2 separate regions of the Gossypium hirsutum genome follow, and region 1 is linked to region 2. The links are chromatin contacts, called in public Hi-C maps. All regions are on one chromosome and are shown on one strand. Each heading gives the region's core, a stretch centred on a gene start, on an enhancer-like site or on the middle of the called end of the contact. The rest is flanking DNA. Distances are from core to core; before and after follow the strand shown. Region 1 holds the start of LOC107910681 (serine carboxypeptidase-like 42). Region 2 holds the start of LOC107948813 (probable LRR receptor-like serine/threonine-protein kinase At1g14390).

Region 1 (4,998 bases), core at 1,218-3,717, 140 kb after region 2:
CACAACATTAACATATTAATTTTCATCGTTAATGAAAATTAACAAGTGTTTCCACTAAACATTGACACAACCGAAACTACCATGCAAGAGTGACTATTTACCACTTTGAACCTTGAACAATTTTTATTAAACTCATTTAACTAGCTTTTCGCTAATTCTTATGATTTTAGTCCATACACTTTCATTTCTAACTTATTGACTAAATTCACCAATTCAAACATCAATAAAACACTTTTAACAGGTTGGTAAATGTAAATAAATAACATTTTCTAACTTTATCATCGAAATTGTGGTCTTTGAACTACTGTTCCGACACAATTATAAATCAAGTTGTTACAACTTCTTTATAGGCTATTAATTCTACTCACATAGTCCTTATCCCTAAAACATAGTCTATGTACAGTTCTTTATAACATTATATAAAAAAACAATTGCCAATCATTTTCAAAAGGTGTTGAATGTTTGCATAGATGAAGGACAAAGTGCTTTTGTTCCAAAGAGATTAATCACCGACAATGTTCTACTTGCCTACAAAATACTTCCCACTTTCAAGCAAAGAAGAATAGGGAAAATATACTCTGTTCCGTTCAAACTCGATATTAGTAAAACTTATGATATGATGATCAAGACGGGATTTTCTTTTTCTAGGTCGATTTCATTATGCACTGTATTCCCACAATTTCTTACTCAATTATTATTAATGGGGAAGCGGGCGAAATCTTTAAATCGACAAGAGATCTTAGGCAAGGAGATCCACTCAACCCCTACCTTTTTCTTTATTTGTAGTGAAGGTTTATCGTCTCTTATAAGAATGGAAAAGGGGGAAGGAATAATAATTGGAGAAAAAGTATGCAGGCGGGGACCAACAATTACTCATCTTTTGTTTACAGACAACTGCATTTTGTTTGGAGAGGCTACTGACAGAGGTGCTAATAATATGACGGGTTTATTCAAAAGAATATGAAGTTTTCTCAAGTCAATGCATCAATTTTGAGAAATCTCTTCTGCTCTTTAGTTCTAATATTTCAGATCAATCAAGGATATCAAATTCTCAAATCTTGAATGTCTGTTATTCTTCAGGTCCGGAAAAATACCTTGGACTTCTGAATACGGTAGGTTGAATGAAAAGAAAGGCTTTCTAGATATTGAAAGACAAGGTGATTAGTCGCATTAATAATTGTTGTGTTAAACCCCTCTCTCAAGGTGGTAAAAAGGTTTTCATTAAAAGCATTGTGCAAGCCATCCTACTTATTCGATATCATGCTTTTTATTGCCTAACTCTCTTTATGTTGAAATGGAGCGCATCATTAGCAGGTTTTGGTGGCAGAAACACAAGGGCAAGAAGGGGATTCATTGGTGCGAATGGAGAAAGCTATGTGACATTAAGGAAGATGATGGTTTGGGGCTTAAGAGTTTATCAAAATTCAATTTAGCCCTTCTTGCAAAACAGGGTTGGCGATTGTTTAGTTCTCTAGATTCTTTATTGGTGCGCACGTTAAAGGCTAAATATTATTCAGATTCCCCTTTTTTGAGATCGAGTCTAGGAAATTACCCTTGTTATACCTCGAAGAGTATATGGGCTGCGAAAGGACTTCTTTAAACAGACATGTGTTGGCGGGTGGGATCGAGTACCAATATATCCATCTGGAAGAATGCTTGGGTTCCTGGCTCTGTCGATTAGAAGATCTATAGCTATGTAAGAAATCAAATTATAGACAAGGTTTCTGAACTGACTGAGCCAAGATTGAGACAGTGGAGGGAGGATTCCATTACCAACATTTTTTCCATTGAGGATCCAACTGTCAACTTTTGAAATAGTTAATTTCATCGATTCATACATTTGAGATCTAGAAATCATAAATGAGAGATTATCTATCAAAAGAGTTGAAACGATGGAAACCACCAAAACCACCCTCGCTCAAGATAAGCTTTGATGCTGCTTTGCAAAGCTATACAAAGAAATCATGCATGGGGATAGTGGGCAGAAACTCAGAAAGGACAGTTTTGGGTTTGAGAATGATTATCAACAATCACGTACCTACTCCTTTGGCGACAGAAGCGCTTGCATGCCTCCAGGTAATTCAAATGTGCCTTGATCTGGGTTTTAGGGATGTGGTGATTGAAAGAGATTCTCTTGCTATTGTAAAGAAACTACATGCACAAAACGAAGATGGATCTGTCATTAGTGCCTATATTATAGATGTAATTTTTTAGCTGCTGATGGTTGCGATTGCTCAAGAGATAGAGAAGGTCTCTAGATTTTGCATTTCCTGAAAGAGACGGTTTGTTTTCCTAATGGGCTCCTGGTTATCCTTTTGTTTTATATGCCCTTAGGGAGTGGTTGAGCTCATTAAAACGGTTGGGTACTCTTTGGTTTTATCGAAGATATGCTTCTATTTCTTAGGAAATTGTTATGTTTTTTATCTTCTATTAGTTGTTATTATTGTGATTTTTTTAAACCGTTTTAATAAATGAAATCTAGCCTTTTCTTAAAAAAATAAAGAAAGAAAAGAAGAATTCTTAGTTAATTAAACTTCCAAAGTTTCTAACAAAACTCAAACAAATAATTATTTTCTAGATTATTTGAAATTTTGATTGTTTTATGAAATTTTATTTATTTATATTTATTTTTTGAATTTTTTCATTTTTCTAGTTTGGCATAATGATAAATTTAGTTATTCATGTTTACATATTTTTGTGAATTTGACTGCTATCCTTTTTTTAGTTAAATTTAATTATTAACTTTTCAAAAATAGTCGAAATGCTTCTCTTTTAAATGAAACTGCTGACTAAAATATTAATTTTTTAATAATTTGTGTATATTGGGGTGATCATTTCAAACAAATTTTCTAACGACGACACTAAATTGATAAAAAAATTTAAATGATCAAAACAGGAACAACCCTCTTTTAGGGTGATCATCGAATAGTTTATCCTATATTTAAATAGAATAGATTAATTAATTTCAAATATATAAAAAATATTTACGCCTTTAGCTTTTAATAATTTTAAAATTCATAAAATAAATAAATAGATAATACACATATATCAATGACATTTGCCTTGACAAAAAACTTTATGATAACAATGAAACCTTGAAAGTGGAAAAAGAAAACCAGGGCAGCTGGAACTTGGAAAGGAATAAATAGTATTTCATTTTATTTTATAAGAAAATAATAACAACAAAGCCAATTTGCAAAAATATTACAGATTTGGCAGAAGGCAAGAAATTGTTCTTCCAATGTTATTATCGTAAGGAATTGTAAAATAAGATATAATGAACAAGTACTAAGTTAAAACTCCTTGGACTGTAGCTAAGTGGCTCCAATAAACAATCACCTGCTGTAAGCCCTGACTTTGGTCAAACACCCTATATGTATATCGGGTAAAAAATGGTACAAATGATGGAATGAGAGGTACATGCTGGACATTCCTAGAGGATTGACTATATACACTACGCAAAGTAAAAATAGTTCCCAGCCCAAGTTTGCATTAAGAAGATGCTTCCCAGACCTTGTAATCGTATCCCTCAAGAGCTAAGGACCATCTTTGGGGTCCACTTGGAGGCTCATAATAACCTGGTCCAATCTTCATTGCAACTCTGTCGTCTATGGTGGCCGCATATACATCCCTCTCTGCCTTCACAATTTCAACCTATACCATAAACCAAGTCAATACTTGTCCTTCCTTTTAGTGCTAGAGTTTTGGATACTTACTATACTCCGGCAATGGATTTTGTTTCTGTTTCTGAGAGAGATAAGAGCGCCAATCTCTGAGCGATGGTGGGAGACAATGTGATCATAAAACACAGCCGGTGTTCCTGGGTGTGTCAAGATATATGCATATCCTTGCATTTCCTTTCCACCTGGAAACCTCCAATGACCCTTCAGGAGTGGCATATCATATCAAACAGGATAGTTTGAATAGAAGAATGTAAGCATTAGCATTCAAAGTAGTTAAAGGGGAAACAAGTGAAAAGACAGTGATGCATGCTCAAACCTGGGTAGAACCAGTGTCATGATTCTCTATAAAGGTAACAGCACGAGAGGGCCACCATCCAACAACCCCAGGAGGCTTCCCTTTCTGATCCGATAATCGCCAATATTCACATCTTTCCAGTGCCTGAGTTATAAATAATTATACCGTAACGAAATGAATATAAATAATGTCTTCATTTCTGCAGAAATACTTGGCAGGAATGCTTACCGAATGAAGAATTCCCTTACTTGTGACATCAAATGCACCGGCAGTTCCGTTAGTAGCATTGATCCAGTCGACAATTCTCTGTCGGTGGGCATCTTGATTGTGGTCCATTTCACCATATGTGTAACTGAGAGAATCCCAATACTCACCCACCGCGAAGTATGGTTCACTTGCATCCAAGTAGTCCTTGACATAACCACCCCAAAATCCTCTGACAAAATCCAGCCTCCACCCATCATACCCAATTTCTTCTCTGCATCTCCCAAATAGCCAGAAAGGCATTATATCAATAAGCTATAACAGTAGAAGAAAATACTTTGTAAAAATAATCTGCAAGTAAATCTCTTGCGTGATGTAGAAGCATACAGACAAAGCTGATCAGAACATGATGAGGAAACAAGTAACACTTGAATTAAACACATGACAACTTGTTCATTAATTCCTCAGTATTAATGCTATATTCAGGTCAGCTTCCTTGGAATCTGAGTTACCAGAACCCAATTCTCAGAAGAAAAAATTAAGAAAACAAACAAGATAGTTGTAACGTAGAATATAGGACATCTCAAAGCTAACCCAAAAGAAAAGCCTAAGATGTAGTGATTGGAATTATAACTTTCCGCAGGGAAGGATGAAGATGGTTCCTAAAGAGGTCTTAAATATCCAGTTCTTCCATTAGATTTTACACCAATGGATAGACTACAACCAAAAACGGAACCTATGCTTAAACAACCAAAACAATCAAAATATCCTGTTGAGGTAACCTTTTGGTCCAAGAAGACTATTGAATAGCTAGGC
Region 2 (4,954 bases), core at 851-3,350:
TCAAATCAGTATAACATAAATGTTATCAAATACAAATAATCAATTCAAGTCTATTATTCAACTAATTCGTATACCAAATTGTAACATACACTTAGTGATCAATTCATTTGCTTATTTCATATCACTATTTATAAGCATATGTTCCTATATATATACACATTCATTGATTTACATATTTAATTTCATCTCATCAATTCAATCATTTTTGAGTTATTGACTCGTAAATGCTCAATCACCCCCAGGGGGCTCATTTCTAGCCAATTTGCATGGACTTTCACATGCTATTGAATATCAAAATTCATATGTGAGCAATTATACCAAATCAATTCATATTTCATTTCAATCTACCATATAGCCTAGTCAAATCATGTTTATATAATCTTACTAACCTTACTTGGATTTCAAGACGGATATACAAATTAACCAACCTACATCTCAATCTGGCATTCTAGTACATCATCAGATAAATCGAAAGAAATATATTGGCACACATTGTGCATCGTTAGACAAGCCGAAGCAATTATAGTGTACATCATCGGATAAATCGAAATAAATATACCGGCACATACTGTGTATCATCAAACAAGCCAAAACAATTATATTAACACGCGTAGTACATATTGGATAAACCGAAGTAATTATGATGGCACGTAGAGAAAAAAATATACTGGCATACAATCGGATCTTTATTACCAAAAAAAAAGAAGAAAAAAAGTCGGATATTGGAGACTAAGTCTTTCTCTGTTCTGGCATACTGCTATTAAGAAAGTAAATAACATGAATACAATTTAAGGAAAAAAAAATGCCTTCTATATAAATGATAGGATCCCATCAATAAAGTAGGACTTACCTTCCCTCTTCTTAATCTAGATTAAAAAAAAAAAAAGAAGCATCTTCTCCAAGGCATTCCATGTGCATCTTTATTCCTTGCTATATAAAACCGCCCTTCCCCTAATACATAATTACTACATTACCATACTTCAACTAGCCCCCATTGCTTCATAAATCTTGAATATGAGCATATAATATCAAACATGTATTTACACACAGTTCTCAATATTTTATAAAAAATCATAATAATCAAGGAAGGCAGCTAAGCATTGAACAAAAGAAAAAGCAGAAGAAAGGCAGCTAAGCTAAGAACAAAAAAACAGGATTGATAATTGGATACCATTCCCTCAAAAAAGAATAATATAATAAGTTACGGTCATTCCCTCAAAAAAGAATAATATAATAAGTTACGGGATTTGGTAAAACTAATACATCATTAAAATCCGTGTTTGAAAAATTGACAACTTTTCACCTTTATTTTAATCATCTCACCGACACAACGGCATTTGTGACGCAGGAAAACGGCCAACCCGGGGGGCATTCTCGTCATTTTCCCCTCACATTTGCCCCGGCCGCGTCCTTATATAGCACTGCTTTTAGTTATGGAATACTGATGTAAAGACACTATTTTGGTAACTTACACACGTGATTCAACATTGCTTTTTGTGCTCTTTTATTGACTTTTTTAGCTACTATTAATTAAATTTTTATTATTTTAAATTAAAAATATTTAAAATAAAATTTGAAAATAACAAAAAAATTGAAAAATATTTAATAAATGTTAACTAAGGGATAAATAAATATTTTAATATTTACGCACTGTACATCACTTTCTGGTCCTCAAAGGTCTAGCGTAACATGCCGCAAACGGAAGTGTTTGAACTGAGAGCCTAAAGTTGACTTTTAACTCCAATTTAATATGATAGATATTGTATCGTAGTACCAGGATTTCCAGGCAGTATCATTGCATGGTCTACTTAATTGCCAATATTTATTTATTCTAGTGAAGTTCCCAGTTCCCACATTAGATATTTGATTCTGATTTTCAAATTGACTGAGATTGAATTTAGATAGACGGTGCGTTTACCTGTGGTTAATATAAAAACAGTGGTAGCGGTGAGATTAAATACTATAGCGATACTGTAGCATGAAATAAAAAATAAGCTAAACGTATCACACCGCACCCAAGCGCCCATCCAAACCCACCTTAAATCATTTTCTTTCTTTGGTTCTTTAAATTCACTTTCTCATCTACTTTGTGAATAAATGCGTTTTCGAACAAATTTAAGTGTAGTAAAGTAAAAGTAGCAGCTTTATCCTATAACCTTTAATAAGTAGTGAGCTAAACCCAGATCAGATATTTGTCTTTTTTTGACGAAAACTTCATTTATTGGGTGCTGCTGGGCCTCTATGCGCTAAAAGGATGTGTGCATTATGCTACTGAATGCATCAAGTTAATGTGATTGCTCCCTTTCCCAGAAATGTTTTCTTCTTCTTCTACTCCTACTTTTTAAGGTTTATCTTCCCTTCTTTCTCTTTTTGAGTTCAACAGGAATGGAGACTTCCAGGGTGGGTTTCTGTTTATTGCTTTGTACAATTTTCATGGTTGTTCCAGTTTCAATAGGTCAGCTTACTTCAACCGAAACCAGGCTCCTTTTCCAAGTTCAAAAGCTTCTTGAATACCCTGAGGTACTTCAAGGATGGACAAAGTGGACCAACTTCTGTTATCTCCCTCATTCTCCTTCTCTCAAGATTGTGTGTGCAAACAGTCGCGTGACGGAGATAACCATCGTTGGAAACAGGAGCTCTCCAGCGAATGTTGTACCAGGTTCTGGACCACAGGGTTTGTCCGGCAAGTTTTCCATGGATTCATTATTCACTGTCCTAACCAAGTTTTCTAGTTTGAGAGTATTGTCCCTGGTGTCCCTGGGGTTATGGGGTCCCTTGCCTCCCAAGATCAACAGGTTTCATTCACTCCAAGCTCTCAACATGACCTCTAATTTCATCTCCGGGAGGATTCCTAAGCAGATTGCATCGTTCCAGAATCTAACAAGTCTGGTTTTGGCTGACAATCTGTTCAATGGCAGTGTTCCAGATCTTACAGGCTTACCACTCCTTAAAGTTGTGAATTTGGGTGGCAACCTCCTTGGACCTCAGTTTCCTTCATTAAGCCAAAGTCTAGTAAGCATCACGTTGAGCAACAACTCATTTAGATCCCAGATCCCTTCAGGACTGAAGAAATTCAATCAGCTCCAGAGGCTGGACATCTCTTCTAATAAACTTGTGGGACCACTCCCATCGTTTCTACTCTCCTTGGCTTCAATTCAGTATCTTAATTTGGCCCAAAACCAATTAAGCGGAGCCCTTGCTTCCACTACAGACTGTAGTAACAACCTCTCCTTTGTAGATATCTCAAACAACCTTTTGATAGGAAAACTCCCTTCATGCATCGGATCAAACTCCAGAAACAAAACAGTCATTAGTTCATGGAATTGTCTGTCTACTGGGAATTCAAATCGCCAACATCCTTATTCATTTTGCAACAAAGAAGCATTGGCTGTTAAGCCTGTGGAAAGCAAGGAGCAGGAGGAGCCTGGGATCAACTTGGGCCTAATACTCGGTATCATTGGAGGCGTTGTTGCCATTGCAGGAGCTATTGCTTTGTTGATGTTTGTGATTATTCGAAGATCACGAACAACTGAAGACGCAAATTATGATGAAAGGTCCATTGTAGACAAAATGTCTGTTCGTAGCTCTCCCAAACCACCCATTGATTCAAGTAAGACCATCTGATTTTGTAAATACTGTCATCATTAATTCAATCTCGACCTACCAAAATTTGGTTTCTTTCCTACACCACAGGGCGTGTTCCACAGACAATGAGATCAGCTGCAATTGGGCTTCCACGATATCGCGTTTTCAGCTTGGAAGAAATTGAAGATGCAACCAACAACTTTAACCCATCAAATTTTATGGGGGAAGGATCTCAAGGGCAGGTAAATACATTTTGTGTTAAATTGTCATTAATCCCTAGAGACATACATTCAAGATGAATAGTGGTTACTTTTGATTGATGTATGCAACAGCTCTATAAAGGTTGGCTTGTAGATGGGTCAGTGGTGGTGGTAAAATGTTTGAAACTACAGCAGAAGCATGCACCTCAAAATCTGATGCAACACATGGAAGTTTTGTCCAAGCTAAGGCATCGTCATTTGGTTAGCGTTCTGGGACACTGTATTGTAACTTACCAGGATCATCCTAATGTTGCCAGTACTGTGTTCGTTGTTTTTGAGCACATTTCCAACGGATCATTGCGGGACCATCTTACTGGTAAACCTAAACCCCTTAAATAATTTAAGGGAACAGGGCAAAAGCATATTAATGTTATTTACTCGTTGATTTGATTTTGGGAATTGGCAGATTGGAAAAAGAAGGAGATACTGAAATGGCCACAGAGAATGGCAATCACCATTGGAGCTGCAAGAGGAGTTCAATTCCTGCATACAGGAATTTCGCCTGGGATTTACGGAAACGATTTAAAGATTGATAATATTTTGTTGGATGAGACTCTTACACCCAAAATTAGTAATTACAACATCCCATTGCCACTTAAGGTATAGGAAACACAAAGCAGATTTACATTTCATTTACACTTTTTGCTTTTCCAGAATTTAATCTGTTCCTTGGTTTTCATTGATGAAATTACAGACGGGTTCGGAAAGCCCCCTCTCAAATCGCCTTAGCAGGTAGGTAATGTGTTTCACCCATCTTCAATTTCCATCGACACAATGCTCTAACTCAAACCATTCCTGCAGTGATGAAAATGAGAAGGAAGACATTTATCAACTGGGAGTTCTGCTGCTACAGGCTATTACCGGTAAACTGGTCACATTCTCAAATGAATTGGATGGGCTTAAACTTGAGGTATGCAAGTTTATAGGTTCTACTTCTCCACCCAAATTTAAACCAAACAGTATAGGTTGAATTAAATTTGCAATGTTGTGGTTGCAGCTGGAAAAGAGCTTAGCTGAAGGGCCATCGAAGTTAAGAGGTGTGATTGATCCCTCAATACGAGGCACTTTTGCAGATGAATCAATGAAGACCACAGTTGAATTCGCTATAA

What was found. Hi-C and Micro-C count contacts between places; a contact is called where the count stands out from the background.
Region 1: a contact with region 2 is called in a Hi-C map of leaf, with 3 times the contacts expected there. The contact joins the promoter of LOC107910681 here to the promoter of LOC107948813 in region 2. A contact is called at or near these places in 3 of 34 Hi-C or Micro-C datasets (anther and leaf).

What each region holds. Positions count from the first base shown.
Region 1 is chrD02:38,401,892-38,406,889 of Gossypium_hirsutum_v2.1, forward strand. LOC107910681 (serine carboxypeptidase-like 42) reads right to left here and starts at 2,468. Exons shown (of 10, transcript XM_016838635.2): 1 at 2,039-2,468; 2 at 1,774-1,847; 3 at 1,553-1,670. The coding sequence starts at 1,788. LOC107910680 (alpha-amylase 3, chloroplastic) reads right to left here. Exons shown (of 13, transcript XM_016838630.2): 10 at 4,207-4,456; 11 at 4,000-4,122; 12 at 3,717-3,884; 13 at 3,139-3,654. The coding sequence ends at 3,493.
Region 2 is chrD02:38,265,088-38,270,041 of Gossypium_hirsutum_v2.1, forward strand. LOC107948813 (probable LRR receptor-like serine/threonine-protein kinase At1g14390) reads left to right here and starts at 2,101. Exons shown (of 7, transcript XM_016883468.2): 1 at 2,101-3,610; 2 at 3,694-3,827; 3 at 3,918-4,161; 4 at 4,252-4,445; 5 at 4,540-4,577; 6 at 4,647-4,755; 7 at 4,843-4,954. The coding sequence starts at 2,386.